Linked DNA regions of Muntiacus reevesi: region 2 is linked to region 1. The links are chromatin contacts, called in public Hi-C maps. All regions are on one chromosome and are shown on one strand. Each heading gives the region's core, a stretch centred on a gene start, on an enhancer-like site or on the middle of the called end of the contact. The rest is flanking DNA. Distances are from core to core; before and after follow the strand shown.

Region 1 (4,593 bases), core at 1,085-3,584:
TTCTGAATTAGATAATAATTTTCAAAAACAACACAAATATTTTCAAGTTTCTGTGCTATTTATAATGTAAAATCTACAGATGTGATATATTTTTAAGTTTAATCTCAATTAACATTATCTCCAACATTAAATTTACACAATAACAAAGCAATAAGTCAAGCCCTGGTTTGTAGCATTTGCTGACTCTATGGTATAAATATTCCATTTGCAGCCAAATCAAGCTACCAATGTTACTGGGAAGAGATGTGTAGTAAGCACAGCATGATATAATATTTCCACCATTCAGATACAGTAGATACAAGCTACCACAAAAGCACAATGATAAAGGAAAATAATTAGGAAATGATGAATTTTGTTTTTAATACACTTTCATTTTAAGTATATATAATTTAATTCTTCTAATAGCTGTATTTAACAACCAATTTGCAAAATTCCTTTCACTTATGTATTTTTTACTTAGGTATAGTTGATTTATGGGCTTCCCAGTTGGCACTAGTGGTAAAGAACCCGTCTTGACAATGCAGGAGGCATAAGAACCTCGGGTTCCATCCCTGGGTCAGGAAGATCCCCTGGAGGAGGGCATGGCAGCCCACTCCAGTACTCTATCCTGGAGAATCCCATGGACAGAAGAACCTGGAGGGCTACAGTCGATGGGGTCACAAAGAGTTGGACATGACTGAAGCGACTTAGCATGCATGCATGCAGAGTTGATTTACAACGCTGCGTTAGTTTCTGGTGTACAGCAATGTGAAAGAATATATAGATGTATACAGAAAATACATATATATTCTTTTTCTTATTCTTTTTCATTGGTTTACTATAGGATACTGAATACAGTTTCCTGTGCTATACAGTAGAACTTTTCAGTTCAGTTCAGTGGCTCAGTTGCGTCCTACTCTTTGCAACCCCATGGACTGCAGCACACCAGGCTTCCCTGTACATCACCAACTCCTGGAGCTTGCTCAGACTCATGTCCATGAGCCAGTGATGCCATCTAACCATCTCATCCTCTACTGTCTCCTTCTCCTCCTCTCTTCAATCCTTCCCGGCATCAGGGTCTTTTCCAATGAGTCAATTCTTGGCAGCAGGTGGCCAAAGTATTGGAGTTTCAGCTTCAGCATCAGTACTGTCAATGAATATTCAGGACTGATTTCCTTTAGGATGGACTGGTTTGATCTCCTTGCAGTCAGTCCAAGGGGCTCTCAAGAGTCTTCTCCAACACCACAGTTCAAAAACATCAATTCTTCAGTGCTTAGCTTTCTTTGAGAGAGAATCCAACTCTCACATCCATACATGACTACTGGAAAAACCATAGCTTTGAGTAGACAATTTGACTATTTCAAATTTGGCAATTTTTAAAAAGGCACCAGAGATCAAATTGCCAACATCCCAGTAGGACTTTGCTGTTTATTAAAATTCCTGAGAAATTTAACAGTTGACCCTCACAAGCCAGTATGAGGCTTCAGCACACCACTGGTTGTCTTAGTATTGAGTTGGAGGAGTTCTTTATATATTCTAGATCAGTCCTGTCCAATAGAATATTCTGTGACAAGGGAAATGTTCTATATGCTCTATAATTGTGCGCAGTTCAGTATCATCTGCACCAGCCACATGGGGCCACTGAATGTTTGAAATATGGTTAACAAACGACAAACTGAATTTTTAATTTTAATTAAATTCAAGTTAAAATATCCAGATATTTAATGGCTAATATACCATACAATAGCACACTACCAAACAGAGAAAGAACTGACTCTTCCTTGTTTGGAACAGTAGTAGACGGTAATATCCAGGACACTAATGATTGTAAAAGTTATATTGCATTGTGAATACTTTGTGTTCGTAACAGTTAAAAGCAGATTACAGTCAGGCTGTCCCGGTTCACATTTTTAAATTTCCTTCTCTATAAAATGGAAATATTAATAGTACATATATCACAGACTGGGGATGAGGTGTGAATGAAACAAGGTACACGGAGTGCTTAGTACCCTGTCTGGCTATCCCGTAAACGCTCAATAATCTGAGTTACCTAATTAATAAATAAATTCACTTCCATTGGGATTTACATTCTCCTCACACAAACATACGCAGATGAGTTAAAAAGTCACTTATGGGTCAGTTACTAACAACCGAAACAATCTTCAGTGTAAGCTGCCATAATTTTCTTATAAAAACAAAACAAACCCGCAAACGGCTCAAATGTTGCTGGCCCTTTTCCACCGGGCCCTTCCCATTCCTTTAAAATCGGCCGGGTTGCAGAGAGACGACTGAGTGACAGTGCGATCGGCCAATCACAGGAGGCCCCGTCTCGGGCCCACCCCGAGGCCTCGTCCAACCGCCGGCCGGTAGCTTCCGGAATGGGACCGTTGCGAGGAGGTCGGTTCCAAGTGGGCCGGGGCGCGGGGGGTGGAAGCGGCCCAGTACGCGAGGGCAGTGGCGCAGTGCGCGCTCAGCACCGTGCGGCTGGTGAGCGCCTCCCGGCCCAGCGGAACTGCGGGGACTGACCTGTGCCTGGAGCCCATCCCAGCACACGGGGTCTGCCGCGAGTTCCTGGCGTCCCCTCTGGCGCCCTCTTGGAGCCACCTTCCCGAGCGGAAGTCCGCCTGCGGCTCGGGCCGTGGTGGGACCTGCTGGGAGGAATGGCGCTGCCGGGTGAGGCGTTGCGCAGGGCTCGACAACGGGGTCCCGCGGCCCACGTGTCTTGGCGAGTGGGCTGTCGCCCGCGGGAGGCTAGTGCTCGCCATTCGAGGGCCAGCCAGGAGGGGTCCTCTTCCCCTGCGGGGCAGGGGCATGAGCTCGGGCTCTTTGGGGGTCCGGCGTCTGACGGGGGGCTGGCCAACGGTTGGGACTGCGGGCGAGTGGAGGAGAGGGTGGAGGTGGGTGCGGCGCGGGCTACGGGTCCCCCCTAGACTCAGTTGGGGGCCGCAGCCGCGGAGAACCCGCGGTCTGGCTTCACCCATTCATTTGACTCTCGCGGGCTTCCGGGCCAGGTGGCCTAAGAGTGAGCTTTTGGCTAAATCGCCCTTCTTTGGACCGTAGTTTCCTCTTCAGTGAAAGGGGTGAGAAAATCACACCTCCTTGAGAGTTTACGAGCGTGAGTTCTGAAGTTAGGATGTCTCCGGGTACAAACTTGCAGTCTGCCACGTTTTCGTAAAGTGACCCTGTGCAAGTAACTTGACTCCTCTGCCCCTCAGTTTCTCATTTGTTAAATGGTTAGTCTCGTAAATTACGATGGGAGTTGAATGAGACCGTCTCCCTTCATAGTGTAGAACAGTGCGCGGCAATCCGTAAGTACTCATTAAACTGAACTATATTGCCGGGTATTGAGAGGACACTGTGCAGGATGCAACCTCGTGTAGTCTCACAGCAACTTGGGAAATGTGTACAATTATTTCCACTTAACAGAGGGAATCTCAGGGAAGAGATTCTTGCCCAGATAACTTGCCCAAGGTAACAATGAATAAATCTGTGGGCTCACTGCTCCATTAATTGACAGATTGAGGATAATAGAGTTCCTGCAGTTGGATTCTCAACTAGTTAACCTGTCTTAGGGCAGGTAACTATTTCTGTGATTCAGTATCTTGGTCTGTAAAGTGCACAGACTTGGGTATTGTGAGGATTTAATGACTAAATGCACACAGAGTACTTTAGCATAGTGTGGGCATACCCAGCTCATGTTACGTGCTCAGATTACAGCCCCCAAAGTTGTATGGTTAATATCGTTGATATGAGGTAGGAAGATCAGGATACTGGCACAAATGCTATGTTAGAGGAACTTACAGTCTAACTGGGAAAATGCTGGTCATAGCTACTAGATCTTAATGTACTGAGTACATGCACGTATTCAAGGCACTGGGAATTCAGCATTAGTATCTGGATCCCTCTTTTACTTCTTTACACTCATCAGCAATGCTAATGGAGTTCTAACCAGTTGGTCCCCTGGTTTAGACCACCACCATCTTTTTTCTTGAGGTATGACTGTGGTTTCCTGACAGGTGTCTCTTTCTATCCTTGCTCCTCTAATCTCAGCACAGTATTGTTTCTTCTCAACACAAAGTTCCTGTTAAAATGTAAGTCAGATCACTCCTCTGCTTAAAATTTTCTCACTTAATAAAAGCCAGAGTGCCCATAGGGTCGTCCGGGTTTGACTTCTGCTGTGTCTGTCACCTTGTCCTGCTTCTCACCCCTTGCTTAATCCTCTCCAGCCATGTTGTCCTCCTTGCTGGTGCAGAAAGCCCTGTCTGCATTCCAGATTCAGGGTCTTTGTATTTGCTTTTCTTCTTGGGATAGTTTTCCTCCAGATATCTTCATGACTTGCTCCTTCTTTTCCCTCAGGTTTATACATAATATCTCTATTTCTTAGTTAGGCCTTCCAAGGCTGCCATGTTTAAAGTTGTAGCTCTTCCCAGATATCCCTTACATTCTGTATTTTTCTCCATCACCTTCTAAGGTGATGAATAATGTTTCTTAGTTATTTTGTGTCATGTCTTTTCCCACTAGAGTGTAAGTTCCATGAGATTAGGGGTTTTTGTTCCATTTCATGTTGCATTAACACCAAAAATAGTTTTTGGTACATAGTAGTTATTCAGAAAC
Region 2 (4,651 bases), core at 131-2,630, 310 kb after region 1:
AATGGAATGCATATGTTTCGAAGATAAGAGAACAACAACAGAAAAACACAACCAAATCCAGACTTCAAGATTCCTCTTTGAAACAACAGATTACAGATAAAAGGTTAAACTGTTATTGGCAGCAATTCTAACAAGACCTGTTTTAGTTATGGAAGTGATCTGGTCACTGAGAACCCACCAGGGCTCCGCAATCTTTGAACAGCTTTGCTCGACATTAATTAGTCTCTGATTTCAAACAAATAAACAAACAAGATCTAACACTTGGCATTAGCATTTAAGCTGGAACTTTGGGGGGGGGGGTGTTCTGGCTTTGGTGTTGCCGTCCAGAAGGCTGAGGGGATGGTGGTACCATGTCAGGCAGGGCAAAGAGACGCCATCCCCAAGACACCAGTTCCCTGTAAGGGATAAAACATGATCCATACCTATAAACAGAAAGACCATTTCTTTCCTAGGATAGACCCCAGTCTGTCCCAACATTTAGCGTTGAAAAGGGACATGCAGGCCTGGAAGGAAATTAAAGAAGCTGTGGAAGAGGGAAGGAAAAATCAACTGTTCCCCATCCCCCATTCTTTCCAGGCCATTAGTGTGCCAGGCATTCCATTCCTTCAGCTGCCCTTGAGGGCCACTCCCCATATATATTGTAGGAAAGGGAACGGGTGTCCAGACTTGGTGTAAAATTAAGAGAGAGGAAGAACCACCCGCGCCCCAAAGCAGAGCGTCATCCTATCACCCCAAACAGCATGGCGGGGACTCGGAGAGGGAGACCCTTTTCTCCCCCCTCTCCCCCACGCCCCTTCTGATTTAAAAAAAAAGAAGAAAAAGCAACTGAAGAGGTGGGGACAGAGTAACAGATCTCTCACAAGCTGGGCCCCCTGCCACGGGTCCCGGGGGCTGAAGACACGGTGGTCGCACCCCCAGCCCCGCGCTCCCCGGTTCTGCCTGCCCCTTCCCGGGAGCTGACAGGCGACCGCTGACCTTGGAGGCCAGAACGAGAACCCAGGAGGCCGGGGACTCGCGCTCGGGCCGGGAAGATAGTACCCCCCTCCCCCGCCCCCCACAAGGCCCGGCCCGGAGACCAAACAGCGCGATCACGTGACACCGGACAGGGGCGGCCCCCAGGGTGCGCGGAAGGAAAACCCCAGAGAGAGACCGGACGACGCCTTAAGGTGACCCCGAAGGGACAACATGGCGGCGCAGTCGCATGAAGGCCTCTCATCCCGCCCCCCGGAGGCCGACGCCACGGTACCTGCGAGCCCCGCCATGGCGCCGCCGCCACCGCTGTCGCCTGCGCTGCCGCGACCCGCTTCCACCTCAGCTCGCCACCGACGCCGCAGGAAGCCGGGGAGCCGCCCCCTTCGTCTTCTAGTCGAGCCGGTCGAGGACCCCTTCTGGAATCGGGCTGCCTACAGCAGACGCCTGATCAAGCGACCTAAACTCTGAGGGCTCGCCCTCGCGTCATACGCTCCTAACATTTGCACAGATGACCATTTGAAGATTTTTATTAGTGTGTGCCGAAATCTGCGGACTCTGGACTCTTCAAATCCGAAGAGTTTTTGATCAGGCGCGTCCTGAACAGCCCCGAATCACAGCTCCCTTGGTCCCCTCATGCATATGCAGTAGATTGTGATCTCTACACTGGGGAGCGGAGGGGGCGTACCCTCGTCTCCGTAGGTGAGCACTTCGACTCTTGGGGGTGACCCGCGTCCTGCGGGGAAACCCTTAAGTCGGCCTCCTCCCCGACCCCTTTACCAAGGCCAGAGGTCAGGAGCGGAAGTAGTCCGGCTCAGAATTTAAGATTTGACTTGGGTCAGGACCTAACTCTTCCCCTGTGCTGTACTTTGCTACTTGCCTTGACTCTTAGCTTCCCCAAGTCTGATTGGATGCCTACATAACAGGGTTGTTCTAGGAATTAAATGACTCAATGTATCCATTTATTAGCTAATTAAACACATTCCTTGAGCACTTACTATGTGTAAGTGCAGTGCTAAAGTCAAGAGGATAGAATGGAGGATGACATAGGCGCTGTTTTAACTCAAAACGCTGCCCCGCTAGTGGGGGGAAGTGGGGGAGGGTGGGAAAACGGTCATCAAATTACTTACATGTGGAATCTAAACTATGACACAAATGAACAAATCTAGAAAGCCGACTCACATAGAGAACAGACTTGTGGTTGGGGGGAGGAGGATGGATTTGGAATCTGGGATTAGCAGATGCAACCTATTATATATAGAATGGATAAATAAGATCCTACTGTATAGCACAGGGAACTGTATTCAGTATTCTTTGATAAACCATAGTGAAAAGGAATGTGAAAAGAAATGTATATATATGTGTATAACGTAGTCACTTTGGTGTACAGCATAAATTACCACAACATTGTAAATCAACTATATGTCAATAAAATAAAAATTTAAAACAGCAAGATGATCACTGTTAATAATTTTAATCAAATCAATATATGATTATGCATGATGGGAAGTGCTGAGGGGGGATGAAGAGTGTTATGAAAAATTAATGGAGACTTATTGTAGGGTGAGGGCTTCTCAGGTGGCTCAGTGCTAAAGAATCTTCCTGCTGATGCAGAAGATGCAAGAGATTCAATCCCTGGGTCAGGAAGATCCCTTGGAGGAGGAAATGGCAACCAGCTTAGGTCTTCTTGCCTGGGAAATCCCGTGGACAGAGGAGCCTGGTGGGCTGCAGTCCATAGGGTTGTGATTGGACACAAAGTGGCAACTAAGCAATAGCAACAAATGTAGGGTGAAGAGTGAGGGTGGGCTCTCCTTGGGGAGCTGGCATTTAGGCTGAAAAACCAAGGATAGTTAAGAGTTGTTCAGGGCAAGACTGAGAGGGGCAATGTTCTAGGAAGAAAGAACCACTTGTCCCAGATGTTGTGGAGGAGGGAAGGAGCCAGTGAGGGTGAGGAATGAGCAAATAGAACAGATAGTGCTACCTAATGAATTTGGATTTTATCTTGAGAATAAAGAGAGCCATTTGCATCATGGGAATCATACCGGGTCTGGGTTTCTGAAAGGCCACCCTGGCTTCATGGCTCAGAAAACACTTTCCAGGGGTTGTGGGGAGACCAGTTAGAAGGCTGCTGAAGGTTTCCTGATGCAAACCTGTGACCCTGGGAAGGTCGTGGCTTGGGGAGGTGGAGATACAAAGAATCTCAGATGGGATGTGGGTGGTTGTTGAGGGATCAGCGATGACACCTCCATCTTTGCCTCGGGTATGCAGGAATGAAAGAGTCCTTGACTAAGGTGGTAAAACCTGCAGAAGTCTCAGATTGAGGGGAAAGATCAAGTTTGGCTAAGAAGGCAGGTTTGAAAAGCCTGGGCAATGGTTGGATTGAGAGGCTCAATAGGCCGTTGTATATGAGACTGGGGCTCCGAAGAGAGGTCTGGGCTGGAGACACATATTTGGTAGCATCGACACACAGCACACACGTCATGGTTTTGGATGACAGCCTAGGAAGCAAATATAAATTTAAAAGTAGGCAGAGGAGGAGGAGGCAAGAAAGGAGGCTGAGAAGCAGTGACCCATGGGGTATGAGGAGGACCAGGTGAGCACGGGATCCCAGAGAGAAGGTTTAAGGGTGGAGGGAGTGTTTAGCGGCGCTGACTGCTGTGGAGGAGGGAAATGGCACCATTCGGTTTGGTTACCAGGGGGACTTGGGGACTGTATCCTTTATGATTCTAGTTCCAAAAAGAAGACGCTAATTCGCTTGGCTTAAAAAAATAAGCACCCTGCCACTCAGTGGCAGATTAATTGAATGGCTTGGCTATGTCCTCACGGATATTCCATCTCTCAGGTCCATTCCAGGTCTGCCCTGCTGTCCTCAACGTTGGTTTCATACTCACGGTCATAAAATGGCCACCCCAGTTCCTGGAGTCCCATCCACATCACGGAGATGACCATTCCCCCTGGAGGTAAGACTCACACTAGATGTGACTTCTGTCTTGCTGCCTCTGGACTGAGGGATCTATCATGCCAGGCACACCCAATATCCAACACTGGAGGAAAAGAGGAGTCTCATGGTGGAAACTCTTGTTTAGAAAAGAGAGGCTGAGCGTTGGCAAGGGTGTGGAGCGACTGAAATTCTTGCATACTGCCTGTGAGAGAGGAAATTGGTACAATCACATCAGAATACTGGCAGTTTCTACTGAATGTAAGCAGACACCTATGCTCTGACCTAGAACTTCCACTCCTTGCTTTTCATTCCAAGACAAATGAGTGCTTATTACAAAGAGACTTGTGCAAGGATTTAGAAAAATATATATTTGATTGTGTCACATCTTAGTTGCGGCACGCAGATTCTTTTTTGCATCACTCAGGACCTTTCCTTGTGGTGCAGGAACTCTAGTGGTACTTGGGCTTCAGTAGTTGCTCTGTGGCACGTGGGAATCTTAATTCCACTACCAGGGATGGAGCCCAAATCCCCTGCATTGCAAGGCAGATTCTTAACTGCTGTGCTGCCAGGAAAGTCTGTTGTGCAAGGGTTTTCATAGCAGATTTATTCATAGCTCAAAGTGGACATAACCCAGTGCTCATCAGCAGAAGAATGGATAAACAAATTATGGCATGTCCATCCAATAGAATACTATGTTTTATATAAAAAGTACAAATTGTTGGGAGTCCCCTGGTGCCCTAG

What was found. A called contact is a pair of places that touch in the nucleus more often than the background predicts.
Region 2: a Hi-C map of muscle shows a contact between it and region 1, with 4 times the contacts expected there. The contact joins the promoter of BLCAP here to the promoter of RPN2 in region 1. A contact is called at or near these places in 2 of 3 Hi-C or Micro-C datasets (blood and muscle).

The regions. Positions count from the first base shown.
Region 1 is chr2:64,420,284-64,424,876 of mMunRee1.1, forward strand. It overlaps RPN2 (ribophorin II), which reads left to right and starts at 2,335. Exons shown (of 17, transcript XM_065921967.1): 1 at 2,335-2,376. The coding sequence starts at 2,358. It overlaps MROH8 (maestro heat like repeat family member 8), which reads right to left and starts at 2,792. Exons shown (of 12, transcript XM_065921969.1): 1 at 2,506-2,792. The coding sequence starts at 2,792.
Region 2 is chr2:64,736,086-64,740,736 of mMunRee1.1, forward strand. BLCAP (BLCAP apoptosis inducing factor) reads right to left here and starts at 1,381. Exons shown (of 2, transcript XM_065921978.1): 1 at 1,247-1,381. It overlaps LOC136159581 (a long non-coding RNA gene), which reads right to left and starts at 992. Exons shown (of 3, transcript XR_010661481.1): 1 at 1-992. LOC136159580 (a long non-coding RNA gene) reads left to right here and starts at 1,197. Exons shown (of 3, transcript XR_010661480.1): 1 at 1,197-1,671; 2 at 3,812-3,929.